6 separate regions of the Mus musculus genome follow, and regions 2, 3, 4, 5 and 6 are each linked to region 1. The links are chromatin contacts, called in public ChIA-PET, HiChIP or PLAC-seq and Micro-C maps. All regions are on one chromosome and are shown on one strand. Each heading gives the region's core, a stretch centred on a gene start, on an enhancer-like site or on the middle of the called end of the contact. The rest is flanking DNA. Distances are from core to core; before and after follow the strand shown.

Region 1 (5,161 bases), core at 741-3,240:
ATATGCAGTGCCCATCTGAACACCCATGATGAAGTACATGTGCCTATTTGTTTTAAATCTAGCCTTACTGCACCGGTTACAGGCTTCTCTCTGTACTGTCTAGGGCTTTCCCACGTGTGTTCTAACCTGCATGCAACTTTTGCTCAGAGCGTATGCTGAGGCAGGGCCTCATGCATATCCTGTCCTGTCAGCCCATGGCAACAGGAAACTCCAAGTCCTCCCACACAGGTGGGGATAGAAACAGTTTGTGGCAACACAAGTCTCTCCATGGTGGAGAACTCTAAGCTTATCCACTGTATTCTACTCAGTGTGTAGTGGCAGATGATGTAATTAAACCAGTCATATGCGCTGGCCCTGGTTGAGTGTCGTGTGTCACACCTGTGGTACCTGCTCAGATTTATTTCACTTCTTTGGTTTACTTTATATGTTTAACCCATTGTAACCTCTACCGTCCCCTAAACTCTCTCATGGTCCTCCAACTGCTGAAGTCACCTCTTGCCCAGGCTTTGGAAAGGCTCAGGTAGGAACTGTTTCCAGAGCATGGGTCTTCTGACAGCCCCGAGAAGATGCCACAGCACAGGAAAGAGGAGGCACATGTGTGTGTGACTGTCACCACTGGGCAGTAGCCCTCAAGGGAGTGGTGGCCATGCCAAGATCATTGGCCATTAAGACTTAGTAGTCTGTATGATGCCAAGATGTCATTGTGCACGTTACCATTCATTCTGGCTGCAGACGAATCACATCCTAGTCCCGCCTCACCAGCTGGGCTCTTCTGTGGATTGTTTCCAGGCAGAGCAAGCCGGGCAGTGGTGGCGCTCGCCTTTAGTTCCAGCACTCAGGAGGCAGAGGCAGGCGGATTTCTGAGTTCGAGGCCAGCCTGGTCTACAAAGTGAGTTCCAGGACAGCCAGGGATATACAGAGAAACCCTGTCTCAAAAAGCCAAAAAAAAAAAAAAAAAAAAAAAAGAGGAGGAGGAGAGGAAGGAAGAAGAAATGGCAGAGCAACAGCCATCAGGGGCCAGTCTTGTAGCCTACATGGGCAGGAGGAAAGGGGAGTAGTCATTAAGGGGTTCTGTGGAGTTCTTTCAGGGGAAGCTGTAGTAGTCTTAGGTTTCCACCAAGTTGTATGCACTTAGAGCAGCTTCATACTTCCAGATCTGCAGCACAGCTTCCTAAAAAGCAGGGCAGCTGGGGGCTGTGTGCAAGCATTGAAACCCATCAGACTTGCAGTTCACTTCCAGTTATTTACACTTCAATTAAGTGTTCAAAAATAGAAACTGCCCACCCTCACATATTGGGGAATGCTATCTAGGACAGATAATGAAACTCTGCAAATCACCCACGAAAAAGAACACATGCACCAGTCTGTCTGTCTCACACACACGTGCTAGCTTTTAAAATAACATTTCAGATGAATCTTATGACAGTTTAGGGTAAAAATGGAGCCATTTGGGCCTTGCCATTGGGGTTTAAAGATAGCTCATCTTTGCAAGGTAGCCATTAGTGTCCTGAGCTAAAGTACCAAGCATGATCCTCAGATTCCACTCACAGTTTGGGGCATGGTAAAAATGACCTCTTCCTAGCAAGGGTGAGCAGAGGAGCCGCACCGACACACTCTGATACCTAACAGCTAATACTCACTGTCCTGCTAGGAGAAAGGCTGCAAGCCCAGGAAGGGCTGTTGTCGCTAATTACCTCCAATGAAAACACCTTAGTAAAAGCCAAGAGCCCTGTGCTCAACACTTATCAGCTCAGAGGAAAAGAAATCCCTTTTAAGGAAAACTTGTAACTTCAATGGGCTGCTCTTCTGCCAGGACTTTCAGGCCCTCTGAACATAAGCCGAACCACAGATGGCTTCGAGTAAGTCTGGATCCTGACACCCGCCCTCCCCACCCCGAGCTTCAGCACCAGTTGTTGGCCAAAAATAAACACCATTCCTCAACCATATATGTCCACCAGTCCTGATCTGGGGAGGAAGCAGGAGGCAGGTCAGACCCTTTCTGGGCATTCACGTGCGGCCACCACTCACCATGCACATAACCCAGCTCAATCGGGAGTGTCTGCTGTGTCTCTTCTCCTTCCTGGACAAGGACAGCCGGAGGAGCCTCTCCAGGACTTGCTCCCAGCTCCGAGATGTGTTTGAGGACCCCACCCTCTGGCCCCTGCTGCACTTCCATTCTCTCGCAGAGCTCAAGAAAGACAACTTCCGGCTGAGCCCTGCGCTGCGCAGCCTGTCCATCTGTTGGCATTCCAGCCGTGTGCAGGTGTGCAGCATCGAGGACTGGCTCAAGAGCGCCCTCCAGAGGAGCATCTGCAGCCAGCACGAGAGCCTGGTTAATGATTTCCTCCTGCAGGTGTGCAACAGGTAGGCCACCTTGCCCCTGAGCACTGTGGCTTTGTTGGCCCTGGCTCCAGGGAGGGCTGGGAAGCACACATTCCAAGAGCAATATGGCTCAGATTGAGACCAAGGCAGACAACCAGTGCCCAAAGAGTTGGGTTAAATCGGCTCACTCTCAGCTCCTAAAAATGCTGCTGTGGCAAATGAAGTTGAGTTCAGCTGGGTTCAGCGGCTCCTTGGAGCAGCTGTCTTCACTGGCAGCCATTAAGGCCTGGTTGGGTTCAGCTGAGCCTGGATTTTCAAGGTCAGGCTCCCAAAGGCATCAGTTGGCTCAGGCCTCTAATTTGGCCAAAAATAAACACCATTCCTCAAACAAGAATGCAGTTACCGAGGCCTGAGAACTGCTGCTAAGGAAGGAGAGCTAGGGTGCTCAGGTAAGCTGAAGCAAAGCCTATGCAAAGTAGCAGTGAGCGTCTCCTCTGGGGAACACACTTGTCCTGCACAGCACTCAGGGATGGATTTCAACTGTCAGGGCATAAGGGATACTCTGAGACATAGTGTGCTGTGCCAGTGTAGGACTGCCAGATCTTAGCAAGTAAGATACACACCACCCAGTTATATTTGAATTTGAGATAAACCGTAATAGGGGATGCCCTGAAAAATCCCCTATTTGATCTTTTGATGCCACACATCCCTCCCTCCTCCCCCCAATCCCTTGCACAGGCTGAGCCACAAAATGGGTCAGTCACACCTTCCTGTGCAGGGAAGCTATGGCCAACATGGCTGTGCCAGCTGCTGAGGAGAAAGAGCTCCCTGCTAGCTAAGAAGCATGGGTGGTTGCTAGCTGCTGCCATCTAGGGTTAGTACCACTGTGGGCTGGCCTCACCACAGAAAGTAATTACAGGGGCCTGCCTTTCACTTGTTCTCTTCCCAAGTTGGATTTGGGCTTGGCTCTGACAAGACCAGGCAAGGCCATTTTGATGGGTTTCACTAGGCTGCAAGGTTATGGGCAGAGTGTGTGTGTGTTTGTGTGTTACAATCCCACAGTGGTTCATTCTTGCTGGAAGATAACCAGGTTTAATCCCTGAAACCAGCAAGATTCGATTTTTACAGGATCTGCTAAGCACCTGTCCCCAGTGTCAAAGAAAGTGCAAAGGTATTGAGTTTCCAGTTCTGATATTGTATAACTGACCTCAGACCAAATGTTTAAACGCCCACCTCATACCTTTCTCTGCAAAATGAGAAAATCTGTATCACAGGACCAGAGGATGGAGTGACAGTAATTTGAGAAAGGTAAAATGAGCTGGGGGTGTAAGAGAGTCAGCTGTTCTGAATTCTTCTGCCTTAGTTGGGTTTCAGTCTAAACCTTAAGGCCAGATCAGGCAATATGCTGAGGGCTTAAATGCACCTTCATAACCATCACGAGTAACTTGCCAAGTCACTTGAGCCACCGGGAGCCAGTCTCCTCATTCACAAAACTGGTGTAGTAGGTGTAGCGTGCATGATGAGGGAGGCATGGGCTCGGCGTGTGAAATGGTACCAAGTCCAGCACACTTTAAATTTAAACCTTCCCAGGCACAAGGGAGATGAGCTGCCCCAGCTAGGTGCAGGCAAGGCACTAAGCGGAGGGTGGTGTGGAAAGGAACCCGACCCTCCAATCCACATTCAGCTCCTCGACCACAGGGCCCAGGCCCACTGGAGGCTCCGCCCAAGGAGGAAGCCACGTGACCATCCTGGGCTCTAGGAAAGTGGGTTGTGCCAGTAGTGGGCTCTGCTCACCCGAACCTCAGTCCTCACAGGTGCATGGCTACACACTGCCCAACTCTTCTACCATACAGAAGTCAACTTTGGTTCAGTGATAGTCCGGTCACATTACAAACTCCAGGGCCTGGCGCTAGCGGCCCTGGCTTTCAGGCTGCTGACCCAAAAGCCGAAGTAACTGTTGCAGGCAACCGAGCTGACGGTCTGACCCAACACTATGGTTTTCAGTCACTAACCACTACCCCAGGAGACCTCTCCGCCCACAGAGTCCCTGTCACGCATGGATCCCAGCCTCGGGGAGGATCAAAGGCACACAGCTGTCCCTTTCAAAGACCCCTGATAATGGACCCCGTAGATGAAGGGGCCGGGGGCCCTGGCTACAGCCCTAGCCCCTCGGACTCGCTGCAGTCTCCTGTGAAGGAGTTCTGCTGCGCCTCAGCCCCGTGTCACCCCGCTCTCCCCACAGGTGCCCCAACCTGACGTCCGTCACGCTGTCGGGCTGCGGCCACGTCACGGACGACTGCCTGGCGCGCTTGCTGCTCAGCTGCCCGCGCCTGCGTACGCTGCGCCTCGAGAACTGCGCGCGCGTTACCAACCGCACGCTGGCGGCCGTGGCCGCGCACGGGCGCGCGCTGCAGACTCTGCACGTGGACTTCTGCCGCAACGTGAGCGCCGCCGGCCTGCTCCGCCTCCGCGCCGCCTGCCCGAACCTGCGCCTCAGCGCCGAACGCAGCGCGGCCATGATACCCGATCAGCCGCCGCGCGCACGCGTGTGCGCTGCCTCAGCTTTCTCGGCTGCACCGGGGAGACAAAGCATGCCTCACCCCACGGGCTCCTACTGAGGATGCGCGCGCGCGCTATTAAAGGAGAGGATGCATGTAAAACTCTGGGTTTCTCTTTAAACGTCTGCCCCGTCGCGGCGCGCTGACTCGCCGTAGCGCCGGGGCTGCTTTCTAAGCTGGCGAGGAACCTGCGAATGGCTGAGGGGAGAACCCGAAATGAGAGTCTCCCTGGCTGCTCACTGCCAGACCGTGCGAGATGCACAAGCCATTCTAGAAAACTC
Region 2 (5,161 bases), core at 949-3,448, 490 kb before region 1:
TGCATGATAAATGAGGAATCAACTCAAGGTAAACTGCCAAGGCCGGTGCTCTATGGCAGGTGAGTGGATGAGCCAGGCTTGGCTCCTCTGGAAGCTGCTACCCCCGGGGAGGCTGCAGGGAATCACTCATTCTCATTAAGTCGCCTCAGAGTAGGCAGTGAGTGCATTGTGAGGGGGGAGGAGGGGATGTGTGGGAGGCAGTTTCCATGACTCAGAAAGTCCGGGGATCTTAAAATGCTGACATCACATGAAGTCATTAAGTAGAGAAGAATCATTTCACTGATGTCAAGATCCTTCTGATTCATCTATTCATGCATTAATTAATTCAGTAAGTGTATAAATGCATTGAGTACCACTCCCTGTTCAATCAATACAAGTCTGTATGCCAAAGTCAGTGCAAACCTGGGTTGGAGAGATGGTTCAAACATTAAAGCACTTACTGCACTTTCAAAGGGACTGCATTCAGCTCCCAGCACCCACATAAGACGGCTTATCCAGTGCCAGGGGAATCTGACACCTTTTGACCTCTGCAAAGGTCTGTGTGTGCATGGTGTACTCAGAACTCACCCAGGTATGCGCATACATTTTTTAAAATTAATTTTTTAAAAAATCAATGTAGGGGCTGGTGAGATGGCTCAGTGGGTAAGAGCACCCGACTGCTCTTCTGAAGGTCCGGAGTTCAAATCCCAGCAACCACATGGTGGCTCACAACCATCTGTAACGAGATCTGACGCCCTCTTCTGGAGTGTCTGAAGACAGCTACAGTGTACTTATAATAAATAAATAAATAAATAAATAAATCTTAAAAAAAAAAAAGAACAGTGGAATTTAAAAAAAAAATCAATGTAACCAAACACCAAAATTCACTAAATTATCAACTTGATCAATTGTTGAACAATTAACTTACTGGGGACATTTTTAAACCAAATTTTTAAACCAAATTGTTGAACAATTAACTTACTGGGGACATTTTTAAACCAAATTTACCTCTTTCAGTTATAACAACTTAAATGCTAGAATTAAATTAAATTACTAGCTAGAATGTTGGCTAAGCAAAAATACTTAAGCATTCTTTTTCTACATGAAATACTACATTTTTGATCATTCCAAGCCCTTATCTAAAATTGTTTTTACTGCTTCTGAATTCTTTTTTTTTTTTTTTTTTTTTTTTTTTTTTTTCAATTTTCGAGACAGGGTTTCTCTGGGTAGCACTGGCTGTCCTGGAACTCACTCTGTAGACCAGGCTGGCCTCGAACTCAGAAGTCCGCCTGCCTCTGCCTCCCAAGTGCTGGGATTAAAGGCGTGCGCCACCATGCCCAGCTGTGAATGGTTTTTAATTATTTCATTATTTAGTTTATTGCTTTATTTACTTATCTGTTTATTTGGGGCTCATGTCACTGCAGAAGTGCAGAGGTCAGAAATCTAACCCCCAGTCCTCTGCAAAGACAGCAAATGCTCTTAAGTGTTAAGCCATTTCTTCAGCCCTCTTCATTTTAAAGGTCTTAAGGCATCTTCCAATAATTATTAGATGGTGTTTCTGGGTTTTTTTTTTTTATCATCATAATAAGTCTACAGGGTTACTTATAACATCACCATTTTACAGTCTAACCGAGGCATTAAGTACTTTGCACAAATACTCCAGCTGAATCCGATTTCCAGGCTGTCCAGCTTCAAGCTCACACAAATCTTTCTACCTCTACCACAATCTAAGTGCCCTCTGTGATCTATTACAAGGGCAGGACATTTGTATCTCAAAGTATAGCGAGAGAATTGAGTGAATGGTACAAATGGAAGCCTCTGGCAATGGCCCAGCCTCTGAGGCAGGAGCTTTTCTGTAGTAAATGTGGAAGTTGATGAAGTGTATGTGTGTGGGTGGTATATATGCACGCCCTTGGAGCCCCTGGAGCTGGTGTTACAGTTAGGAACCTGCTGACTTGGGTGCATAGAACCAAAATCTACAAAAGCCACGCTTTTAATCACCAAGCCATCCCTCAGCTGACTACTTTCTCAAGCTCATTCATTCCTTGGAGATCTGCTGCAGCAAAGAGTGAGAACACGCATGGGGAGGGCCTACCCAGTTTAGGAGAAGATGGACGAGAGAGAATGAGAGAGAGGTGGGTCACAAGTTACTCAAGCTTCCTGTGGCTGTCCATATTGACCTTGGTTTCAGAGGACCGTGAGGCACAGCCTGGAACACCGAGGGCACTGCGCCACCTGCTGTTCGCAGTCTGTACTCATCTGATTCTTGTCTTGCCCACATGTCTGGCAACCTCAGTGAGTTAAGCCTTTTTTTTTTTTTTTTTTTTTTTCCTTTCTTTTTTTTTTTTTTTTTTTTTTAAGTTAAGATTGGGAAGAGTGGGGGCTGGAGAGATGGCTCAGCAGTTAAGAGCACCCGACTGTTCTTCCAGAGGTCATGAGTTCAAACCCCAGCAACCACATGGTGGCTCACAACCATCTGCAGTGAGATCTGATGCCCTCTTCTGGTGTGTCTGAAGACAGCTACAGTGTACTTAGATATAATAAAAAAAAAAAAAAAAAAAAGATTGAGAAGGGCGATTCCTTGGTAGAAGTAAAAAGACTTGAGTAACTTTTATAACCATTTGTGAGGCATATGACCTTTGGGCAAGGCCTTTAGCGTTGTCATCCTTGTCTCCTCCTCCCCCTCCCCCTCTCCTCCTTCTCCCCCTTCTCTTCTCCTCCTCCTCTTCCACCTCCTCCTCCCCTCCCTGTCCCCTTCTTCCTCCTCCTCCTCCCCTTCCTCCTCCTCCTCCTCTTCTTCCTCCAAGACTGTATAGCCCTGGCTGTCCTGGAACTCACTCTGTAGACTAGGCTGGACTCAGACTCCCAGAGATCTGCCTGCCTCTGCCTCCCAAGTATTGTGATTAAAGGTGTGCACCGTCACTGCCCGGCCTGGCTTTTAGCTTCTTAGAGTAGTTTCTGTGTGTAAAATAAAAACCACAGGAATATTGTTTCACCCTAACATTTAGATGAAATGAATGCTCAGTTTCTCGTTATTTTACTTTATTTTGAGACAGGGTCTCATGTAGCCCAAATTTGTCTCAAATTTGCTTTGTAACTGAGTATGACCTTGAACTTTTGACCCTCCTACTTCCACCCTGCCCTGAATGAAGGGAAGAAAGGGGTAGGCTTTCTGAACAGAGCATTGATATAACTGACACCAAGAACAACAATTAACAAATGGGACCTCATGAAGCTAAAAAGTGTCTGTAAGGCAAAGGACACCATCTTTCAGACAAAGCGGCAGCCTACAGACTGGGAAAAGTTCATTCTTGGCTTTTAACCTGTGGAGCCGTCTCACCAGTCCCTGATTTTATTTGATTTGATTTGATTTTTGATTTTTTTATGGAAGAAAGACTCCCTAATTAAAATTGTTTCTACCATCTGCATCCATCTGAGAGTTTCCAAGATTCTGGTTCACAAATTTCAAATCACTCCTTTCAGGCAAATGAGCAATTTAAAACCAAGAAAACTGGAGTGGTCTTTTCTCAGCCCAGTTCTACTGGGAGCCGATACACAGAGCAAAGCTAAGAGGCTTGGCTCCCTCCAAGAAGACATGAACACCACAGCAGATTCTGTTTGCCTGGAGATCTTTTCCGGTGTGGATGGCAGTCATCAGACGGTAGCTCGCACACTGCCAGTCTCATCCTTCTGGACCATTAGCTTATGCTGCTGCTTTAGAAATTCAGCAGTGAGGCTGGTGAGATGGCTCAGTGGGTAAGAGCACCCGACTGCTCTTCCGAAGGTCCGGAGTTCAAATCCCAGCAACCACATGGTGATTCACAATCATCTGTAACGAAATCTGACTCGGTCTTCTGGAGTGTCTGAAGACAGCGACAGTGTACTTACATATAATAGATAAATAAATAAAATCTTTTTTAAAAAAAGTAGTTCAGCAGTACAAACTGTCTATCTGTGACTTCCAACAGTACAAGTAATAAATTCAGTACAACCCACTTGACTGGGTATTTCAACCCTGTGGTGATGGGGGATAAGGGAGCCTGGTACCAGGACTTCTCTTCTTACTGCTAGATGTTTTCCCATTAAAATGTAGCTTCTGAAATTTTTCTCTCATTTGTGGAAATAAAAATAGCATTTAAGGGCTGGTGAGATGGCTCAGTGGGTAAGAGCACCCGATTGCTCTTCCGAAGATCCAGAGTTCAAATCCCAGCAACCATATGGTGGCTCACAACCATCTATAACGAGATCTGACGCCCTCTTCTGGTGTGTCTGAAGACAGCTACAGTGTACTTACATGTAATAAATAAATCTTTTAAAAAATAGCATTTAAAAAAGATAGCATCTGGGACTGGTAGAGGTGGCTCAGCAGTTAAGAGCACTTGTTGCTCTTGTAGAGGGCTGGAATTCAGTTCCCAGCATCCATATAAGGTGGCTCACAGCTACCTGTAACTCTAGTTTCTACCCTCTGCTGGCACACAGGTGGGTACATACTCAAGAAGATACACAGGCATTCACATAAATAAAAGCAAATCTTTTAAAAGATAGCATTTAACTTTACTAAATTAATAAAATTTTATTAAAATCCACACATTGCTGGGGGATTTCCATGACCTCGCACATACCCAGTGGCATGATTCGTGAAACCCTTTTGGAAAGCAACAGACATATGCTTGCAAGAAAGCTCAATATTTGCCATTCCTTTGAGGTAATAGAACTATTTTTTGAGACCTTATCTAACAAAGTGTTGCATTTGAAAGTCTGCCCATATGAGACATGGTGGTACATGACTTTAATCCTAGCACTTGGGAAGCAGAGGCAGGTGGGTCTCTGTGAGTTCAAGGCCAGCCTGGTCTACATAGTGAATTTCAGGACAGCTAGGGATATGTAAAGAGAACCTGTCTCAAAAACAACAACAAAGCCGGGCGTGGTGGCGCACGCCTTTAATCCCAGCACTCGGGAGGCAGAGGCAGGTGGATTTCTGAGTTCGAGGTCAGCCTGGTCTACAAAGTGAGTTCCAGGACAGCCAGGGCTATAGAGAAACCCTGTCTCGAAAAAAAAAAAAAAAAAAAAAAAAAAAAAAAAAAAAAAACCAACAACAACAACAACAAAATAACAGCAGCAATCTGGAGAGATAGTTCAGTGGTTAAGAGCACTGACTGCTCTTCAGAGGTCCTGAGTTCAA
Region 3 (5,161 bases), core at 1,908-4,407, 450 kb after region 1:
CAAGTCCCTTTACCCATCTTTTTGGCTCTAAGTTTATGTGCATGTGTTTTACACAAGCAACAGATTGTGTGGTGCAAGCTACAGACTTGTTAATTGCACTGGGCTGTCCTTTCAAAGAAGGGTACAGCTAGTCTCAATGCAGGAGAGAAGCCGGCCCCTAGAGCAGGTGAAAGGAGATGCCTGGCCACCCCACCTTGGACACTACAGTGTCAAGACTCTTCTGCTCAGAGGGCCTGAAGTTACCTCCTGTGCCATCTCCCCTGGTGAAGTCTCCACCCTGGATCATGAAGTCCTTGATGACACGATGGAACTTGCTGTTTTTGTAGCCAAATCCTTTCTGGAGAGAGGGAAGACAGGAAGGGAGAATGAGGCAAGAAGGGGATGGCAGACAGGCGTGCACAGCCTCGCCCACAGTGCTTTCTGGTATAGATGCAGCATTTAATGTACCAAGGGAGGGACCAGCCACTGCAGGCCAACACAGAGCATACAGATCTAGAGGTGGGGGAAGCAGATCTCTCTACTGTTCTTGAATAATGTAACCCAGGCCATGAAATGCCATTTTCCCTCTGTGTTCTCTTAAGAGGTCTGGGGATATATCTCAGCCAGCAGTGTTTGTCCTAGCAGGAACACAGTCCTGGGTTCTACCCTTAGCACGGTATAAGTTGAGTGTGGTGGTGTGTGCCTGTTATCCCAGCACTCAGGAGGTAGAGGGAGGCATAATCAGAGGCTCAAGGTCACCCCTGGCTACAATCAGGTTCAAGGTCAGCCAGGGGCAGCATAAAACTGTCTCAGGAAAAACAAAATAAAACAGACAAGTTAAAATACAGAATTAATTAAACAGAATATATGTTTCCTTAAAAATTCCTTGTCATGGGCTGGTGAGGTGGCTCAGTGGATAAGAGCACCTGACTGCTCTTCCGAAGGTCCGGAGTTCAAATCCCAGCAACCACATGGTGGTTCACAACCATCCCTAACGAGATCTGGAGTGTTTGAAGACAGCTACAGTGTACTTACATATAATAAATAAATAAATCTTAAAAAAAAAATTCCTTGTCATATTCTTGGATCAAGTTCCTTGGACCCTTTTATTCTTTTTTAAAAACTGCTAACTCAGCTATGTATGTAGCGGCACAAGCCTTTAATCCCAGCAATTAGGAATCTAGGCTAGCCTGATCTAAGAGCAAGTTCCAGGACGACCAGTGTTAACCAACTCACTACTTCCCCCTCCCCCCCCCAAAAGCTCTTATTCCAAAACTTGTCATATCACATGGTCTAAGAACATTCAAATAAAAACTCAAAAAAAAAAAAAAAAATCAGATGTTAAAGTTTACTCTCTAAACATTGCAGCCACACAGTACCATGTTTGTCTATGTTCTCTCTAACATAAAACCACGTTAACACTTCAGTAGCCGCCACACCATTTGGCAGAGACAACTGTGAGGCTGCCAGATTTAGCACTGTGGATTATTATTCTATTATGACTAGCTGTAGGAAGCAGCAGGGGTTGGAAGAACCAGTCCAATCTCTGGGAAGTGCCAAACTGGGCAACTGAGGCTCTGAGTAAGTCACCGCAGTTCCAGGGCCTTCTCCAGAATTAAAGACTGGACCCCTTTATTCCCACTTAATATACAAAAATATCTCATCCTCAGGGAAGCCAGCTAATGAAGTCTGTCTACCACTACACACGGGCCACACTCTGAAGCCCCAGCTGCTCCCATCCCTACTGTGTGGGGTTAGCCACTTACCTCTCCTGTAGCTAAGGCTACAAAATTATCCACTGTTTTTGGAACAGTCTTTCCAAAGAGTCCAAAGACGACTCGTCCTACAGATTCATCTCCAATTTGTAAATCAAAGTATACCTAAGGAAAGTGAACAAGTCCAAGCTTAGCCTTCACAGGGGCCTTGGTAGAGGAGGGCCTGAGGAGTTACCCCATGAGTGAGAACAAAGCCTAAAGCTGTGGCTGAGTAGGGCAAAACCTTTGTACAAATCCAACAAACAGGCTGGAGAAACAGCAGCTGTTAAGAGCATCTGCTGCTTTCCCAGACCCTAGAGCTTCTGTTCTCAGCACCTAGATGGTGGCTACAACCATCTGTACACTTATGAAAGCTCTAGTAGTCTCCAACCCCAGTACTAGGGAGTACGAAATGGTGGGCCACTGCAGATAAGCCGTCCACCACTGAGCTAATAACCCCAGTAATTAATCTTGCTAAATTGTAGTCTCCCTCAAGTAGCTGGGAGTAATATATGCCACAGCACTTGGGTCCACCCCAAGAAAGGATTACAGACTGCCTTATGGCTTAGAGGAAAATTCGGTTGCGGCCAAGCCTGAAGACCAGAGACCAACGTGAATGGACTCCTGCAAACTGTCCTCTGACCTCTACGGTTGCACTGTGGTACCCGAGTCCCTCTCCCTACTAAGTAAATAATGTAACATTTTTTAAAAGTTTTCGTTCTCAAGACTATAGAATAGCAATCTGTGCTCTTTAAATGATTCCAGATTATAGAAACATACATTAAAAGGGGGACATACACAGGGAGATACACTGTGCTTGCAAGTTTAACTATATTTACTGTGTGTGCTACAAAACACACTAAACTGGAGAGACCATAGTAAAAGATTCGGCAATTCTGATCCATCACCATTTCCCAGCAATGCAGGGGATGTGCAAAGGGACCGTCCTAAGGATGTCCGTGCTGGCCGAAGCTGGGCATCCTGGGTCAGGGCGGGGGGCTGGGGGAGTCTGGGTTATTCTCTAGTCTGAGTAGATAGGGCGAGCCTGGCTTCAAGAGATCAAAGTCGACCCAAGGAAGAACTGAACAAGAACAAGGACGCTCAGGTCGGAACTACTGGGCCAGACCCGCTCCGGCTTGAGCCGGACCTAAGGCGGCGGAAGGCAGGCCTCGCTGGTGAGGGGAGCCCAGACCTTGACTGTGACTTTAGGTCCCTTCTTCTTATCGTTGGCCACGGAGGGTCCGGGCAGCAAAAGGAAGACGACGGAGCCCACGATGAGGGCGGCGGCGAAGAGCACCTTCATATTGCGCTCCGAGAGGCGCAGCATCCACCGGCAGCAGCAAGAGCGGTCGGGCAGCCCGGACCGGAAAAGGGTGTGGACGCGCAGCGTGCGCGTGGCCGCCCAGGCGTGGGGTGGACCCGGGGCCGCGGGCGGTCTCGTAGCGCCAGGAGCGCGCCACGTTCTCCCTGCGCAGCGACGCCGAGTGGTAGGCGCTGCCGGGGGCGGGGCTGCGGGTGGCTGCCACGTTACAGCCCTCTGATTGGGTATGTCAAGGCGGTGCGCAAAGGCAGCGTTGGGATTGGTATCAGAAAGAGAGACTACGCACCCCAGCGTGCCTTGCGACCCCACCTGCCCATCCAACTTTCAGACTTTTGTCACGGCGTGCAAAGACCAGTCGCTGCCAAATTTGGAGGTGGTCTTCAGAAGACTGGACACACTTAACCTTAGTACTAGGGGTTGAATTTAGCGGTTGAGCGTTACAGCATAGCCTTCTATATCTTCTATAATGCCTTGCTTGGGGACCGGGCGTAGTGGCTCACACCCGTCATCCCAGCACTGGGCAGGGTGAAGTAGGATGGTAAAAAGTTCAAGGCCAGCCTGGGCTACAGAGTGACTACTAGTTCTTTTTGGACTAGAGTGAGACCTTGTCTTAAAACGAACACGACCAGTCATGGTTGCACGTCTCTTTAATCCCAGCACCTTGGAGGAAGAAGCAGAAAGATTTCTGTGAGTTTAAGGCGGCTTCTATGTAGTTAGTTTCTGGCTATTAAGCATAATATAGTAACACCTATGCCCGAGAACAAAAAAGGGGTGGAGTCGAGGGGTGAAGAGATGGCTCAGTGTTAAGGTTCTTGCTCCACAATCATGAGGACCTGAATTTGGACCCAGCTCTAAAAGCAGATCATGGCCATACTTTATGACTCTAATCCTAGTGCTGTAGTGGTGCTGGACATAGGCGGGTCTGGTAGCCTTGCTTGCTTCCAGACTAGTTCTTTGATTGAGGTAGAGATCCTGTCTCAAAATGAAGGCCCAGAATGATAAGAGCTCTACACATAATGTGCATGCATTACACACACACACACACACACACACACACACTGCTTCCATTTTTAGTTTTTACTAATTTACTACTCATCTTTGTCTTGGAATCCTGTGCTTAACTGCTGTGTGCGCCTATGAAAGGATGCATTCTGTTGGATACTTTGGTATTTATCTTTTCCTTTTTACAATGTCTCATTGCATGTGAGTGGGTAGACACGTAGTTACCTGCATGTGGAGGGAGTTTATTCTCTCCTTACATCACAGGGACTCTGAGGGTTGAACCCATGTCCTTTGGCTCAGAGGCAGCAGGCAACTTTACTGAACCTGAGTTATCCTACCGGCTCCTGGTGTTAAATTTCTTTTCTTCGCACTTTGTTTTAGGAGAATGAGCCCTTGCTGCACATAGTCTTTACATAGCTCCCCTAGCCTGTCTCCAGGGCTCGGTGCTCAGCAGGTATTGGTTGGGGTGGCTTCACATTAACATAGAAGTGGAAAATAACATATACAAAGGTCTGTGGCTGACTGCCTTTTCTTTTTCATAGCTGCAGGTGCTTCCATGGGCTGTTTTCGGTTGTAACACACACTTGGTGTTGCTCCATTCTATAGTGCACACACTTTGGCGTTTGGAGTCTTACACTGTGCTGATTCCAGTGATATTTACCCTATAGGCTCGGGCATTTGAATGCTTGATCTCCAGTTGTGCTGCTGTTTGGGCAGGCTTAGAAGGTGGGGCCTTGTTGGAGGAAGCTCATCACTTGGTAGGATATGAGGTTTCAAAGCCCTGCACTATTCCTAGCTAGTGTTCTGCTTCCTGCTTCAGGTTCTGGATATGAGCTCTCAGCTGTTCCTGTTGCCAGGCAAAGAGGCAAGAATAAAACTCAGCTCGGCATGACCTAGCCAGGCTAGTTCGACTTTCTGGGGTCTGACACCAACCAGTGTAGGTTTTTCATACTTGAGTAAAACCTTGGGGGGAAAAGTTTCCTTGTGACAGCTATCACAACAAAGCTTAAGGTGTGCCTGCAGTGGAACTCCCTTGCAAAGCACATGTCCTTTGCAGAGCACTTATGTCCCTCCTTCCACAAGAACAGGCTCTAGTGACTGACAG
Region 4 (5,161 bases), core at 1,187-3,686, 410 kb before region 1:
TCCCACCAAAGTATATCAATAGATAAAAATCCTTAAAAAGAAGAGGGCCAATGAGGTGACTGAACACACAAATCTGATGACCAGAGTTTGATCCCCCAAATCTATGTAAACATGAAAGGAAAGAACAACCTCACAATATTTTCCTGATCTCTAAACATATGCCATGACACAAACCCTGCCCCCATTACATACATATACACAATAAAGATAAAAAATGATTTAAATTTAAAAATAAAGTTAGGAAAACTCCAATGGACTTTGAAGACTTCTTTCCTTCTGTTCAATGAATGAGGACCAAGGAATGGACCTGAGCCATGGACCATTCAGACCCTGGTGAAGCCCTACTCAGAGGCATGCTTCAGAATTTGGCTTGGGCAAAGAAGCTTGATTGATGCCAGAAGGCAGGGATCCCTTCTCCAAAGGGAACTTAGTCCTTCCTCAGAACCATGACTTTGAAGGCAGCTTTGACCTAAGGCATACTCTAGACATTAGATATTAAGTTGGCAAAAGTAGCTGCTGCCCTCTGGGCATTGTGTGATCAATAAGTATGAGCTAATGATACCTTTCATCTTCTCTCTACACTGGAAGTGATGGTCAATATTAGGAACAACTAAATTTTCTGCTACAATAGGACCAGACATGCAACATTGCTGATATTGTACATGAAGTCACAGGCATTGTTGAATCTTAGAAGAATTTGTCAATGTGTTCAATTAACTGTCCAGTTTTTTTATTATTATTCTAATGATTAACTCCACTGCTTCCTGTAACAACCTCTGCTAGAAGGTATTTCCTTGTCTCTAAGGTAAGTTTTGTCCTAGAGGGTTTTAGATAGTTTGTTGTCAGGCAGGGCCCCTTTAATACTCTTAAAAATGGAGGCATCCAAAAGAATTTTTGTTGGTGTGTGTGTATGTTAGGACAGTTGGTATTTAACATATTTTAAATTAAAACTGAAAAAGAAGCAGAGATGAGACAGAGACTTCTGACAAGATAAAGCTCCTGGTCCCCCTTAGCCACTCCTTCCTCATGATCTGGATAGTAAACCCTTGTCTCACAGGGGCTTGATCTGGCTGGGTTTCTGCCACTTGCAGATAAAAGAGCACTGAACAATAAAGAATTAGTCTAGGGTAATAAATAATGAAGGCTTGAATTGAATACATCAAAGTGCTATTTCCTCCCTTCCTTTTGCCACCCATTAATTGAAAGCCTCCTGAGGAGTGATAAATTTAAACGCAACTAACACCTACACTTCACAGCACCTTACCAAGTTTCAAAGTGCTTTCACACTCAGTATTTAATTTTCACTACAACCTATGAAGTAGTTTGTTTTTCATTCGTCTTTACAGATGAGAAAACTGAGACGTGTCAAGCCTGTGAGACTTCACACAGCTGTGAAGTGGCTTAGCAAAGACTAAATCCAAATCTAAATCTCTACATCTTCTATGGCCAAAGTTCCCGTCACCTGTCTCAGGTGGCGCTATTTTATAAGCTGTTCGTAGCACAAGCCTTCCCACATCTTTCTTCTCTTCTCTTCTCTTCTCTTCTCTTCTCTTCTCTTCTCTTCTCTTATCTTATCTTCTCTTCTCTTCTCTTCTCTTCTCCCTCTCTCCCCTCTCTCCCCTCTCCTCTCTTTCTTTCTTTCTTTCTCTCTCTCTCTCTCTCTCTCTCTCTCTCTCTCTCTCTCTCTCTCCCTCCCTCCCTCCCTCCCTCCCTCCCTCCCTCCCTCCCTCTCTCTCTCTCTCTCTCTCTCTTTCTTTCTTTCTTTCTCAAGAATTCATCCTCCCGCGGTGCGCGAGGCGGTATCTATGAAGCAGAGCCTCTAAAATGATCATCGCATTTGGCTGTGGCCTGTAGTTCAGAAGGCACAAGTGGGAATGAAATTAGCCCGCTAACATCACTCCTTGAGCTCTATAATTGAAGGGCTGTGGAAGGGGGCCTAGGAAATGGGCGGGAACGGGAGAGGCTGGGTAATACTCTGCAGCTAATTCACAGACTTCGTGAACCTTTGCATCTCCAAAGAAAGCTTGCCGAGCTCCGGGTTCAGGCAAGTAGATGAGCGAACTGCAGGACTTAGATTCCGAGGTCTTGGATTTGAAAGATGCCCATAAACAAAGAAACAACAAAGTCAAGTTCCCTTGGCAAAAGAAGAGGAGTTTGAAACGAAGCGTCTTTTCCCTGTAAGGATGGAAAGTCTTAACACACCACCCTACATCACTCAGATTTGTTATCCAGGGAGGTTGTTCGGACAGTTTGGGCGAGGCACGCCCGCGGCTCTCCCAGAGTACTACAAATCCCATAAAGCCTCGCGGGGCGGAGGGTGATGACAAGGCGCGGGCAGATTGGCTGGGACGGGGAGGAGCGAGCCTGTCGCCTCAAGAGGGTGGGGCGAGAGGCGGGGCGGGGCGCGGGTGGCTTGGCAGACACGCCCCCTCGCCAGAGGCCCCCCCTCCGCGCTGCTTTCCACCGCCTCCTTGCTCTTGGCGGTCAGAGAGGGCCGGAGTGAGAAGATGGCGAAGACGTACGATTATCTGTTCAAGCTGCTGCTCATCGGCGACTCCGGCGTTGGCAAGACCTGCCTCCTGTTCCGCTTCTCAGAGGACGCCTTCAACACCACCTTTATCTCCACCATCGGTGAGGGAGCGGCCGCGGCCCGGGACGGGAGCTGAGACGAGGGGGGCGGGTGCCTGGGGGCCTGGGAGAGGGCACGCGAGGGCTTGGCGACCGGAGAAGGGGACCCCGAAGGGCCGCGGAGAGGGCAGTGAGAGCCGGAGAGGCTGAAAGGGACGGATGGGGATGCGGAACTGCGGACGGACGAAAGGGAACCGGAGCAATCGGAAACCAGGGGTGTTGGGGACACGAGGGGGCTCCGGGGCGGCGGCGGCAGCGGCGTCCCAGAGGGACGGAGTCGGGGGAACACAGGAAATCGTACGGAAAGAGAAGGAGGGGAGGGAGAGTGAATACGAACGTGGGTTAGAAAGACAGGAAAGAGGAAGGAAATGTGAAGAGGGAAATGAAGGTTTGAGGACTCAAAGAGGGGCTTCAAATGAAGTAAAGGGGCAGAGGACACCAGGGACAAGAGAAGTGAGACTAGGAGGCGGTCAACAGGGAATTGAGGGGAATGACTGACTGAATGATCAGGAGGCAAGCGATAAAACGACATTGACTCTAAAGGTGTGAACAGAGATGCCAAGAGAAAATGCAGAAGATTGTAGGTGGGAGAAGGACTCAGGAGGACCCGAGGGCGACTTGAGGCTACTTGGTGGAGAAAGTGAAGGCGAGCTGAGTGTTAACTAGAAAGGAGAAGGGGAAGCAGGGGATGCAGTGCAGGGGTTGAGAGATCAGAGAGGAAATGGAAAACGCGGGGCTCAGGACTTTCCCTAGTAACTGGGAACGCTGGTTTCCATTTTCTCTTGACATCTTTGAATCGAGATTTAAAAAGTGACTAATGATGGAGTAATGTCTACGGGGTGTTAAAAATCTTTTGAGTGTTTATAGGAATTAAAGGGGCTGGGGACTTTGGGAGATGATGTGGTTAGAAGAAATTTATTGTTCACCGCCTTATTCCGTGTCTTGGGAAGCAGCAGTAAGTTTCTCAACTTTGTAAATTCTTGAGCTCGTGTAGTTGGTAACATCCAAGCCAAGTGATTGACTGTACATTCCGCCTGCCTCCCTGTGTAGTTTCCTTTGATTCTAATTACTTTGTAGGTGAATCATAACATACTGTATATTTCCCAATTACTTCTAATTGACTCAAGAAAAAAATTTCTCACTCTTCACTGGGAGCTGCTCTTGTATCTTCAGTAAAAGACATTGTGTGCAGGTAAACAGGATCTTTAAGTTGTAAACTGAAGAACACATCAAAACTGCTTTTAAACCTTCAGTAGGATGACCTTAACATTATTTCCTTTGTTAAATAGCTGCAGTCCAGTGGCCCACTCACTCATCAGCTTTTTGGTTGTCTGGCCTCTAATACTAGCTTATTTAAAGCATTTTTCAAATGGCTTTCCAGGTGATCCACAAGTAATGGGGAACTAGTGTGTTGACAATAAGTATGTCAAAGGGGCTGGAAAGTTGCTATGGTGGTTAGGAGGATTTGCTGCTCTTACAGAGGACCCAGGTTTGGTTCATAGCACTCACTTGGCACCTCATACTGCCTGTAATTCTAATGGAATACAACACCCTCTTCTGGCCTCCGTGGGGACTAGACATTTACATGGTGTACATACATTTATGCAGGAAAAAAACCTTGAATTAAAAACAAAACAAAATCCGTGTTTAAATATTTGTGGCATTTGAAAATAGGTGACATTTTAAAAGTAGGTATCGAGCACTTTCCAGTGTAAGTATTGGTAAAGAGTCTCCATGGTTTATTCTGATTTTTTTTTTTCCTACAGACTGAATGGAAATTTGGGTGTTGTGATATCTGGGCTGAAGGAAGTTTGAGTTGCGAGTTCTTGGCAGTTAGTCTTGAGTGGGACTTTTCTGAGGAAGCAGATTTTAAATGTCATCTCCCTTCTCGAAAGTGTATTTGTAAGAGACTTGGTGCAAGCTGGTACAGCTGCTAAAGGACATTCATTTCTGGTATCAGTTTCCAAGCCCCAAAGGACTCTTCTTCAGTGTTGACTGCATGCTGCAGCTCAGCTTGGAAAGGACAGTTCCTAAGAAGTTAAGGGTGGGGGACAGTGTCTGTTCCACGTGCAAACTTCTCAGAACTTTCCTCCTGCTTCAACTTTCACAACTGAGTAAGTCTGGGGCAAGAGAGACGGCTCAGCAGCTAAAAGTACCTGCTGTTCTTCTTGGGGACCCAAGGTTAGATCCCAGCACCCATAGCAGGTGGCTCACAAATACCTGTCAGCCAGCAACTCCAACTCTAGGGCTCCTGACTCCTCTTCTGGCCTCTCTGGGCAGCTGCGCTCACACGTAGACATCTCCCACCCAGGCGCACACATGGGCACATAAACTTTTTTAAAAGGAAAAAAAATGAAAAGAAAGTGACTAAATCTCACTAATACAGCATGTTAAATTCCTTGGATTCCTCGGCAGTAGATTTACCAGCGCCCTACTCCCCCCACATTTCTTGTAAGGACCTTTTAACACTATCTTTTAAAAATCACTTTTCTTGGCTAAGGGTTTAACTGAATTATATAGTATATGCTTAACA
Region 5 (5,161 bases), core at 1,771-4,270, 370 kb before region 1:
TTTAAATTGTTACGGCCATTTTTTATTTGCAGTGTAGTGTCTTTCTCATTATAAACTTAGAATTGGGAAGATATAACAGTTAGACAAAATTATACCAAGCATCCATCTCATTGTAGAAGATATTTATATCTATTTAAGAGATACCTCTAAATGCCAAGAACAACCACAGATAATATACCCTAGTTTCTGGTTCTTCATAGCTTCATTGTGGAACCAGGCACTGTTTGAAAACAGCTTGTCACAGTCCCTGTCGGCTTGCATGAGATATTTCAGTCATGAGACCAGAAAATTCCTCTGCCCATCCCAACCTTTCATTCGAGTCTCGCTGTAAAGGAGAGCTCCCTCTAACTCAAAGTATATCTTTATTCTCGTTCAAAGGAGGCCATGACCAGGCTGGGGTGTAGCTCTGTGATAAGTAGGTTCTATGTATGCTACAGCCCCAATATTGCCACTAGTAATAAAAAAGAAAAGTTAGGATGATCAAGTCACTTTTGATTTATCTAGAACTATGTTTCAAAAATACATCTATTGGGCTGGTGAGATGGCTCAGTGAGTAAGAGCACCCGACTGCTCTTCCGAAGGTCTGGAGTTCAAATCCCAGCAACCACATGGTGGCTCACAACCATCTGTAACGAGGTCTGACGCCCTCTTCTGGAGTGTCTGAAGACAGCTACAGTGTACTTACATATAATAAATAAATAAATCTTTAAAAAAATACATCTATTGATTGATTGTGTCTATGTGTTGGTGTGGATATATGTGTATGCACAAGCAGTTGCCATAGCATGTAAATAGAGATCAGAAGACAACTAGGGGAAGTTGGCCTCTTCACTGAATGGGTTTGAGAATTGAACTCAGGTTGTTGGGGTTGGCAGCAGGCACCTTAACCCACAGAGCCATCTCACCAGCCCTAGTCCCTGGGCCTATATTAAGCTATTCAAAGAAGAAATACCTAGTATTTGGATCAGCCATGAATTGACTCACTTTTGCCTTTGTGATCTAGGAGTGACCTAGGTCAACTGTTTCTTTCCAGATTCTTTATAGTTTGAGTTAGTCCCTCCAGGGTGGAGTCTAAGAAGAAATTCTGGTAGATGACTTGAGGCAGAATTCTCATCCTTGGTGCAAGGAAGGGAGCTCAGGTGTGGAGTGTGGCAGGTATGAATTGGGACTTAAGCTTTACCCTTAAGATCTCCAGTCCCCAGTCCCCAGTCCCATGGCTCTACTCACCCTGATCCCTCCTGCCTGCAGTTTTTGACATTGCTATTAACCATTATCCAGAATGTTAAGTGAAAAACTGTAGATATAAACTGTCTATGAGTTTTAAATTACTTTTATTACAGTATAGTTATTCTCTTTTATTAATATCTTGCTATGCTCAATTCATAAGTTAAATTTTGTGATGTTTATATATTGGTCAGATACTTCTAGGTTCATGGTAGCATTCCATCATGATAAGCCCATTATATGTTAAAAGTGATTTTTAATAACAGCTGACCCTGCAAACGAACATCATGGTTTAGCTTAGCCTATCATTTTGTTTAATGAAGCCAAGTTGGAGTTTATTAAGACATTTTAGCAGAGATATAAGCAACAGGCATTAGCGGGGAAAGAGGTGCTTAGGAAAAGGACAGCACATGCCCAGGAGTGAGCACGAGCTGCTTCTTCTTCTTCTTCTTCTTCTTCTTTTTTTTTTTTTTTTTTTTTTGGTTTTCTCGAGACAGGGTTTCTCTGTGTAGCCCTGGCTGTCCTGGAACCTCCCGAGTACTGGGATTAAAGGCTAAGAGTTACATGGCCTGGCCCGTTTAAAATGTGGGCAGTCATATGACATACTATGTCTGCATCATAGTAAAGGGTGACTGTCTTCTGTGGTTTATTGCATGTCTGTATCTAAAGCCATCAGTGATACGGTATACTGGGAGTGCTTGCTCACATCCTCACAGCAGCCTCTCTGACAGCGAGCTGTATCGTGCTACTGGGTGCTGCTGCTGCCAGGTATCAAAAACAGGAAGCACCCCCCCCTAAAAAAAAAGACAGGAAAGGATCAGAATTCAAAATACCACTTCTATTGGGTACATATGTCTCACACTATGATGGTCAGGGGCTGTCTGTAGCTAGGGTTTGATACTGTCAGAGTTTTCAGGCATCCATTGACTTGGGATGATTCCCTCATGAGTAAAGGCTACTATGGCATCACACACAAGCTACTTAGCCTGTTGGAGTCTCAGGTTCTTTATTGCAGGGGATGAGAATGCCATCGATAATGCAGTTGCATCGTTTATGTCACTGTGCTCATTACACAAGTGATTTTGGCGTCAGAAGTTCATATTATCTGTAGGCTGACTTACTATAAATCAAAACCAATAGGTTTCTGTTGTTGTTTGTTTTTAAACATTATTCTTTATTTTTCTTCTACTTTGTTGAGAGCAGGGAACTACTGTGTAGTCCAGGCTAACCTCAAACTCATTGCCCTCTTGCTTCAACCTCCTGAATGCTGGGGGTTACAGGCATGCCCATCATATCTGGCTAATATTATCATTGTATATGTTTGATAATATTCAATTCCAGTGAATGAATCATCAAAACCCTTAGTGTATTTAGTGAGAATTTCAATCTTGACCCAGTGTAGTTCATCTGCTGGGAGGTTCATCTGCTGGGAGGTTCATCTGCTAAGGGGCAACGTGAACCGGGAAGGAGAATGAATACTATGTTGTCTTAAATTTTAAGTCAAATTTGTTTATAAACAAGAAGGAAAGTTTTCCCTTGCTATGCTTTCCATTTGTGACAGGCAGGTGACACTTGTTTAGTGCCACCTTTCGGGGAAATAGTCCTGCAGTAGCTTGTGCAAACAGCTTTCGAGCAGGCAGTTTGACATCGTAGCTTCCTCATCTGTCTTAGTTCCTGCTTCTGAAGACACCCAAGTGTGGAGCAGGCTTTGCAGCCAGCCTGGTGTTAGCCTGGAGCTGCTGAGCACCCAGCACTCTCCTTTGCAGTGTACTCGGTGCCTGGCTCAGTATCCGGCTTCTGGAGGTGCCCCAGTCTCTGTAAAGTGAAACCTTGACATTTGCCCTTTCATTAGTCACAAAAGCATGTCTTTTATATTTGCGTCAGCAAAACCTTCCTGTCTGCATCCTATGAAGCAGCCGTAGTGTGTTCCTGTCTGGTGTGCTGAGACCACTTCCCACTAAGGCTGCAAACTCTGAACAGGGCTAAGCCGGCCACTTCTCAACTTAAGTCTCAGTCTCTGAATGTCTGCTTAAAGCCTTTAGCCTGGAGGCCAGTAAATGTATATCGCTTACCCAAAGTAGATTGAATGTCAGCTTTCCAGAATGTGTGGGGTTTTTTGTTTGTTTGGTTTTGTTTTTGTTTTGTTTTTTGCATTCTTCTGTCATCCTCAGAATTCCTGCCGTCCTATGTTGGTGCTCTCCTGTTGCCCACACGCCCAGTACCATTTTCCTTCATGCTCTTTCTGCTTGCAGACCATTTACAGCTCTAGCCACACCATCATTGTGCTGTGTTTCTTAATGCCTTTGCATCATGGTCATGTGTGTTTCCCACCCTAATGACTGTGCTGGGCCAAACTGGGAGCATGAATATTGTGGCCACTAGATTAGGAAATCCTGCCCCAGGCTTGCCTGCGTACATCTTGAAATGACAGTGAGTCTGTGTCAGATAGTTGTGTTTGTTTTCTGTCACTAACTTAGGGTTCCAGTGCTACCAGAGCACCTTGGGTAAGCCACAAACTAGGAAAATGAGCTTGACATTGGAAATCAACTTCAAGTGCAGAGGTAACATTTTCAAGTGATGTTCCTTTTGCTTTCAAACAAACAAACAAACAAACAAACTCTCTCGACTGTATATATATGAAATCATTCTGGCTGTCTTCCCCAACAAGTAAAAGCTTAGAATTCTCCATGCTCTGCACCCATGAATTTACTTTAAAATAATATGTGTGCCTAGTTCTGTTTTGTTTTATTTTGTTTTAGGTTTAACATCCCCTTGTTATATGGAATCTTAGGAATAGAAAGATAAGCTAAAATATATCAAACAAGCCAGGTGTGGTTGCAAATGTAATTCCAGCACTCAGGAGGCTAAAGCATGAAGAACATGAATTTGAGTTTGAGATTGTCCAACCCCAACTCCTTGCCCCCATCTCCAAAACAAAACAAAACAAAATAAAACCAAAAACACCCCAAAGTAACTTTTGTCCTTTATGTGGAAGTTAAATACGATCCGCAGGCAAGCAGCTTTTAAAAGCCAAATGAATTCACTTTATCAAAGATTATACTGTTGTCTTCTTCTGTTCATAGCTGATTCGAGTAATTGGATAAATTATAGGATGGCAAACTTGGAATTATCTGAGCTAATCACAGCTAGGGATAGACTGGACGAATAGTGTCTACAGATGATGTCTGCGTGCATGGGTCCTTTCATACAGAAGCCACAAACCACAGATTCTGCAGGGAAGCTGGTGCTTAGCCTTCCCTTTGTCTTCACACATTCTCTTGCAGGTGGCAGCAGGTAAACTGGAAGTATAGGATTAGGAAGTGGGAGACAAGTTTGGGCAGTCGATAGATAGACAATGTATGTAGCTACAGCTGCCATAGTTCCTGGGAAATAGCTGCTGCTCTTTTACTTCTGATTAATTCTATTTCTTTCCCATTCCCACTCTTACCAGCTATGCTTCTGGCCAGCTCACTTCCCTGCGGAGTCTTGATAACAACAGAAATACTAACAAATGGAGAACTGACTCCCCAAATGCAGTCTTCTCCTTCACACAGAGTGAGTGAGCTGGTTCTTTGGCATGGCTCTTTATTGCCCCATGTAAACAACATGTCTGATGTTGAGATCTTTGCAGGGATAGCCACCTAGAGCTGCTCTAATCCAGAATTTTAGGAATATTCATATTGAGTGCTGTTTCAGTTACAGTGTATGTAATATTTTCCTCAGGATTACTTAAGGCAAGAATAGCGTAAGAGTGGGCACCAGTTTCAACTTCATGGTTTTGAAAATCCTCCCTTACACCGCCCTAATGTAAGCTACTCTGTGTCACATGTCACTTTCCATGTGCTCTTGTTTCCTACATAGCTGTGGACATGGTAAACCTTATGTTTCGGTACTTTTATAATGTTTAATCTTAATAATGTTCAAAGATTACTTTTAA
Region 6 (5,161 bases), core at 954-3,453, 360 kb after region 1:
AGGTGTATGGTTGTTTTGCCTGCATGTTTGTCTATGCACCACATGTCTGCGGTGCCCAAAGAGGCCAGAAGAGGGCATCAGATCCTCTGAACTGAAGTTACAGATGATCATGAGCCACCATGTTGGTGCTGAACACTGAACCCAGGTCCTCTGGAAGAGCAGCCAGTGCTCTTAACCACTGGGTCATCTCTCCAACACCCTAAGAAAGATCTTTCTTATAAGTAAGATGACATATGTGAAATGCTTTTGGAGCCTCACTAAGGCAAAGGGTGTAATATTCTCACCTCTGTCCCCTAGGGAGTAGCTAACATAAGCAGGTACTATAAGGTAATATAAGATGGTAATTTCCAGTTAGGGCCCAGGCTTCTTGCTCATGGCTACAGCTCAGATACTCCATACGAAATGAAACACCCGTGGCAGCTCATCACCCTCCCATCACACCTCCACAAGAGCAATTCTCATTTCAATTGATAAATTCTCAGAGTCAAGTGCAGTAACTCGAAGGTAGAGTTATAACCACCAATTTTGAGAAGCTGAAAACCACATATCAGAGGCAAGGCACATGACTATGCCTTTTGACCCGAGACTCAGGCTACCTTGCAAAGATGACACCCATCTGGATGTGAACAATCCTCCCAAGGGGGCCCTGGGAATTCTCCTTCCTACCCATGGCCTTAATGGCAAGCAACACTCTAGGAGGTAACATAGACCTCCTGGGACCCCACAGAAAGGGACCTCCCAGTTACCTTTCCAGTTTACTCTCTTCCTCAGAAGTCAGCAGGCTGAGGAAGTGATACAGAGCACTCCCATCCCACGGTATCCTTGCTGTGGACTGGGGTTTGGGGTAAAAACTTAACATTGAAACAAAAGTCTGAACCCACTGGGATCGGGTCTAAGTCACTTGTTAGACAAAAGGAGAAATCTGAGGTCCAGAGAGGGAAAGGGACCTTTCCACCATGGCACAGCTAGGCCATCAAACTTCCCAGGGCTTCTCTTGATACCCACACAACTCCTCCATGGATGGCTCAGGACTGGAAAGCCAGTGGCTTCTGGGAGAACAGTTCCAAGGAGAAGGTGCCCAAGTTTGGCAGGGACAGGCAGTGGTTTGGAACACGTGCGCACATACACACACACATGAAGAATCCTCAGACTCAGGTCTGGGGAAACTGCCAGCAGTGCCAGCAGAAGGGAGGAGACTCTAGCATCACAGAACCCCTTTGGATGATCCCTGATAAGGATGTTGGGGCTCAGAAGGTCAGCCACCTCCCTGAGTTGACATGAGAAAAACTCAGTCTTTTAATAAAAGGTTCAGCTTCTTTGGGCAGCCGGACTGTTTGCCCCCCACATCTAACAGAATAGAAGGCTCTAGAGAAGCTGTCAGGGTTGGCTGGTTTATTCCCTCCAGCAGGTAGTTTGTTGTCCCGGGGCAACAGATACCCACCCATTCCTGACACTTCAGTCAAGCCTCCAAAGACAGCTACTGGTCTATCAATACCATGACTTTAGATGCCAAAAACTTAACCGGCGGGCAGGTGGAGACAGGGAGGGCTTTGAACCCAACTCTGAAGCAGTCAAGGTACCAGCCACTTTTAGTCAACAAAATTCCCCTAGGATGCCAAGCCAGTTAGTTGGGAACTAGTGTCAGAAACCAAAAGAGCTGCCCCCAGCTACCTTTAGATGACAGGGAACCAGGGAGTGTCCCTCCACCTGCCCGCAGCTGTTAGGCCACACTGGAGGTTCATTTCACAGGAAGCAACCTCCCGGGCTGAGGCGGGGAGGAGGAGGTGTGAGCCCACAGAGGCTGGGCTTGTTTCTCTCCTATTGGGGACTTTTGAGGGGGCCAAACTTGATGCATGGTTGTTTCCATTCTCCTGCCCAGATGTCAGGCCTCTGTCCGTCAATCCCCATCCCGTCTCTGGGACCAGAGTGTCAAGCTTAGGAGGCACCCCGAGGTAGTAGTAGCCTGCAGACTGGCCTCCGGGTGCCGTCCCAGCGCACAAACCACAGAACGGCTATATCCTAGACAGGCAATGCCCGACCACCCCAGCCACTGCTGCCGTCGAATCCCGCGGCCCGGGCGCTACTCACGGCGAAAGGCTGCGCTGCATGTGCGGAGAGCTGGACGTGCACCGGGGCGCGGCGGGGTGCGCGGCGCTCCGCTCTGCTCTGCTCCCTGCGCCCGGCGTCCGCCCGCAGAGCCGCCGAGGAGCAGAGGGGGCGGAGCGGCCAGCCCGGTCCCAGGCGCCGGCTGGAGGCGCGCCCGGACACTCGGCCCGGAGCTCGGGGCGCCCCCTGCTGGAACCCCCGCGGGACCGCCCCGAGGTGAGGACTTGGATGCTCGTCCCTTCCCGCCCTGTCTCTCACATGCTGTGCCACCTGGAACGAATCAACTTGAGTAAGCTAATGATCAACGCACTTCACAACCCAGCACAATTGCCAGAAAACAGAATTTCTCTGCCCTTCGTCCCCACCCACGCACACCCTGACTGATCAGATTCTCTGGGGACCTCGCTCCACACAAGGGTAGGAAGCTCTCATGTGCCCCACTCATTCCCGGCCCAGCTTGAAGACTGCCCATATTTGCCTATTACCACGCCAACCCTGGCACCATTCTTGAGTGTAGTCCGTGTATCACCATTAAGCCTGTCTTAATGAAGGACTTGGGAGTTGATTCTCCCTTCCTTTTGCAAATTATCAGAAGGAGAAAATATCAGTGGTAGCGTTGGTGGCTGGAAACAAAACTGAAGTTCAATGGTCTCCATTCAAGACCAGAGACATTTTAAGGATGGCCACCTAGAGCCTCCAGCCCTAAGTCACTGTGACAGCTAACACTGTCAATGTGACTGGATTTACAATCAGGAGATAAACCTCTGGGTATGCCTATAGGAATTTCTAGATTGTGTTTCCAGAGCTTTAGTGAGACCAGCCCTAGATGTGCACAGCAATGGTCCACGGGCTGGGGTCCAGGAATTAAAAAAAAAAAATCGGTGAGGAGAAACTGGCTAGTGAGGGCTGCTCTTCTCTGACCATTGCTGCAATATCTGGGACAGCCTCCGGGAAGATCCCAGACCTTTGCGTGTGACCTTTCAGATCTGTGCAGTTTAGAGGGCTCTCTGTGAACAGAGAACCAGGATTCACCTCATATTTCTCTCTCCCTCCCCCTCCCCTTCCCCTCCCCCCCCTTCCTGAGGCTGGGCACAATGTACCCAGCTGCGCCACGCTCCTGCTGCCATGATGGACTATACCCTATACCTTCTAACTGTGAGCCCGTTCTTGAGTTGCCTCCCCCACCCCTTGAGTACTTTCTCACAGCAACAAGAAAAGTAGCACAGATCCCCCCTTAGGGATCCTCCCTAGAGCTAAGGATGTAAGATTCTGAGTCATGGGTGTAGTCCAAAGTCCTGCCCTATCATCCATGTGTGGTCAGCCACCAGAAAGTGGGAACAACAACCCTTCTGGTAGCTTCCAGTGAAGTCCTGAGTAGCACTGGCGGAGGGTGACATGTGAAATGTGCCCAAGGAGCACACTACCCCTCAGCCTTTTCAACACCAGGAACCCTGAAAATGCCACTGAGTACCGCCCAACTCTCTCATTGTGTCTTGAACAGTCTCAGGGAAGATCCCAGACCTTCACTTGCGTGTGACTTTCAGGTTTGTGCAGGTTCTGGGGTTCTCCTCAGAATAGCATGCTAGAGAGAAGTAGCTACCATCTGATGGCTTCTGAAGTCAGTGGACAGAGGGAAGGACACACACACACACAGTGGCCACCACAGTAGCGAGGTCCCTCATCCTCCAACCAGCCCCAGATACCTCCTCCCCCATTTTTAAGTCTGTTGCTGTGTGACAAACCATCCTAGCCTTGCTGATACAAAACACAAATTTCATTATGCTCCTGCATTCCTGGAGTCCACTCTCTTAAAGCCACTCTACTCTGAACCCTGCCACCTCAGTTCAATTCTTTCTTGTCATTTTCCCTGACCATGTCGTAACTATGATTAAGGTTCACTTTCAACAAGAGCAAAACAACATCTTGTCCATTTTGATCTCCATAGATTGCATGCTATCCCAAACCTAATTACTAAAGGCATGCTAGGTTGAGCACGTAAAAGCATGTTAGGTTGAGCATGTAGGTAATGGCACGGGAAGAAACCACAGCTGTCCTCTATCCTGTAGGACTTTCTGCAACAGAACATATGACAAAAGCCACATAAGGAAGGAAGTTCGTTTGGTTCACAGTTCAAGGGCATGGTCCATCAAAGCAGCAGGGCAGCAGGCAGCAGGGGCACGAAGCAGCTGATCACACACACACACACACACACACACACACACACACAAAGAGCTTCCTCCACTCTCTTTTGCCTTTTTACTCAGTCGGGAACCCCACGCCCATGGAATGGTACCACTCACATGTAGAGTGGGTCTTCCCCCTCAATTAACCCAGTCTAGAAACTCTTCTTTCAGTGTGTGTCCTAGATGATTCTGTCCTGCCAAAATGACAATGGACATCAGTTATCACACCCCCAAGAGAAGATACTAGATATGCTGATAACCTGGCAGGGTGGCATGCACCAATCACGACACCCAGGAGACTCCAGGCAACAGAGCAAGAACCCATCCTTTAAAAAAAAAAAAAGATTTATTTATTCATTATGTATACAGCAGTCTCCTGCATATGCCTGCATACCAGAAGAGGGCACTAGAGTTCATTACAGATAGTTGTGAGCCACCATGTGGTTGCTGGGAATGGAACTTAAGACCTCTGGAAGAGCAGCCAGTGCTCTTGACCTCTAAGCCATCTCTCCAGCCCAGAGCCCATCTTAAAAAAAAAAAAAAAAAAAAAAAAAAAAAAAAAATCCAGAGGGGCTAGAAAGCTGGCTCAGTAATTAAGGCTGTAATGTTCTTTCAAAGGGTTAGCATTTGGTCCCTAGCACCCATGTTGGGCAGCTCAGCTCACAAGCCCTGTCATTTCAGCTCTGGAGGACTAGTGTCCTCTTCTGACCTCTGAGGGCATCTGCACTCACGTGTGTACACACCAACACAGACATCTACAATTACACATGATTAAAAATACAACAAATCGGGGCTGGCAAGATGGGTCAGCGGTTAAGAGCCCTGACTGTTCTTCCAAAGGTCCCGAGTTCAAATTCCAGCAACCACACGGT

What was found. Hi-C and Micro-C count contacts between places; a contact is called where the count stands out from the background. ChIA-PET counts read pairs in DNA pulled down with a chosen protein or histone mark. HiChIP or PLAC-seq counts read pairs in DNA pulled down with a chosen protein or histone mark.
Region 2: a contact with region 1 is called in an H3K27ac HiChIP or PLAC-seq map of stem cell-derived neural progenitor cells, with 2.6 times the contacts expected there. The contact joins the enhancer-like site here to the promoter of Fbxl22 in region 1. A contact is called at or near these places in 2 of 39 promoter capture datasets (embryonic stem cells and hematopoietic stem and progenitor cells), 7 of 115 datasets of contacts at active chromatin or transcription factors (embryonic stem cells, fetal liver, memory CD8 T cells and 2 more) and 2 of 9 other capture datasets (adipose tissue and liver).
Region 3: a Micro-C map of embryonic stem cells shows a contact between it and region 1, with 4 times the contacts expected there. The contact joins the promoter of Ppib here to the promoter of Fbxl22 in region 1. A contact is called at or near these places in 6 of 39 promoter capture datasets (the C10 cell line, cranial neural crest, embryonic stem cells and 3 more), 5 of 484 Hi-C or Micro-C datasets (all in embryonic stem cells), 8 of 115 datasets of contacts at active chromatin or transcription factors (astrocytes, cardiomyocytes, embryonic stem cells and 3 more) and 1 of 9 other capture datasets (macrophages).
Region 4: an RNA polymerase II ChIA-PET map of memory CD8 T cells shows a contact between it and region 1, with 851 read pairs. The contact joins the promoter of Rab8b here to the promoter of Fbxl22 in region 1. A contact is called at or near these places in 16 of 39 promoter capture datasets (the 3T3-L1 cell line, the C10 cell line, the SN4741 cell line and 8 more), 3 of 484 Hi-C or Micro-C datasets (all in embryonic stem cells), 13 of 115 datasets of contacts at active chromatin or transcription factors (acute myeloid leukemia, astrocytes, bone marrow-derived macrophages and 10 more) and 4 of 9 other capture datasets (adipose tissue, embryonic stem cells, liver and 1 more).
Region 5: a contact with region 1 is called in an H3K27ac HiChIP or PLAC-seq map of microglia, with 5 times the contacts expected there. The contact joins the enhancer-like site here to the promoter of Fbxl22 in region 1. A contact is called at or near these places in 6 of 39 promoter capture datasets (the SN4741 cell line, cranial neural crest, embryonic stem cells and 3 more), 5 of 115 datasets of contacts at active chromatin or transcription factors (astrocytes, embryonic stem cells, large pre-B cells and 1 more) and 1 of 9 other capture datasets (adipose tissue).
Region 6: a contact with region 1 is called in an H3K27ac HiChIP or PLAC-seq map of embryonic stem cells, with 6 times the contacts expected there. The contact joins the promoter of Dapk2 here to the promoter of Fbxl22 in region 1. A contact is called at or near these places in 22 of 39 promoter capture datasets (the 3T3-L1 cell line, 3T3-L1-derived adipocytes, the C10 cell line and 15 more), 2 of 15 datasets of contacts at CTCF or cohesin (large pre-B cells and pro-B cells), 22 of 484 Hi-C or Micro-C datasets (the AML12 cell line, B cells, the CH12 cell line and 10 more), 30 of 115 datasets of contacts at active chromatin or transcription factors (the 230-238 cell line, DN3 thymocytes, the SCID.adh cell line and 17 more) and 3 of 9 other capture datasets (embryonic stem cells, liver and pancreatic islet).

The regions. Positions count from the first base shown.
Region 1 is chr9:66,511,422-66,516,582 of GRCm38.p6, reverse strand. It overlaps Fbxl22 (F-box and leucine-rich repeat protein 22), which reads left to right and starts at 1,990. Exons shown (of 2, transcript NM_175206.4): 1 at 1,990-2,364; 2 at 4,565-5,161. The coding sequence starts at 2,030. The coding sequence ends at 4,940. Usp3 (ubiquitin specific peptidase 3) reads left to right here. Exons shown (of 15, transcript NM_144937.4): 15 at 1-1,944.
Region 2 is chr9:66,998,363-67,003,523 of GRCm38.p6, reverse strand. No RefSeq gene overlaps it. Among named protein-coding and RNA genes, the nearest start is that of Gm30639, 12 kb to the left of the region's middle. Within about 2 kb of position 2,198, at least 31 of the 459 cell types and tissues checked have an H3K27ac peak or open chromatin away from gene starts, as enhancers often do. A contact at or near this core is called in embryonic stem cells, pancreatic cancer cells and stem cell-derived neural progenitor cells, where this site is marked.
Region 3 is chr9:66,058,165-66,063,325 of GRCm38.p6, reverse strand. Ppib (peptidylprolyl isomerase B) reads right to left here and starts at 3,157. Exons shown (of 5, transcript NM_011149.2): 1 at 2,926-3,157; 2 at 1,746-1,859; 3 at 244-337. The coding sequence starts at 3,060.
Region 4 is chr9:66,916,980-66,922,140 of GRCm38.p6, reverse strand. It overlaps Rab8b (RAB8B, member RAS oncogene family), which reads left to right and starts at 2,436. Exons shown (of 8, transcript NM_173413.3): 1 at 2,436-2,631. The coding sequence starts at 2,508.
Region 5 is chr9:66,880,475-66,885,635 of GRCm38.p6, reverse strand. All of the region lies in intron 1 of Rab8b (RAB8B, member RAS oncogene family), which reads left to right. Gm40528 (a long non-coding RNA gene) reads right to left here. Exons shown (of 3, transcript XR_870875.2): 3 at 1,733-2,018. Among named protein-coding and RNA genes, the nearest start is that of Gm40528, 17 kb to the right of the region's middle. Within about 2 kb of position 3,020, at least 114 of the 459 cell types and tissues checked have an H3K27ac peak or open chromatin away from gene starts, as enhancers often do. A contact at or near this core is called in adipose tissue and microglia, where this site is marked.
Region 6 is chr9:66,155,268-66,160,428 of GRCm38.p6, reverse strand. Dapk2 (death-associated protein kinase 2) reads right to left here and starts at 2,203. Exons shown (of 12, transcript NM_010019.3): 1 at 2,089-2,203.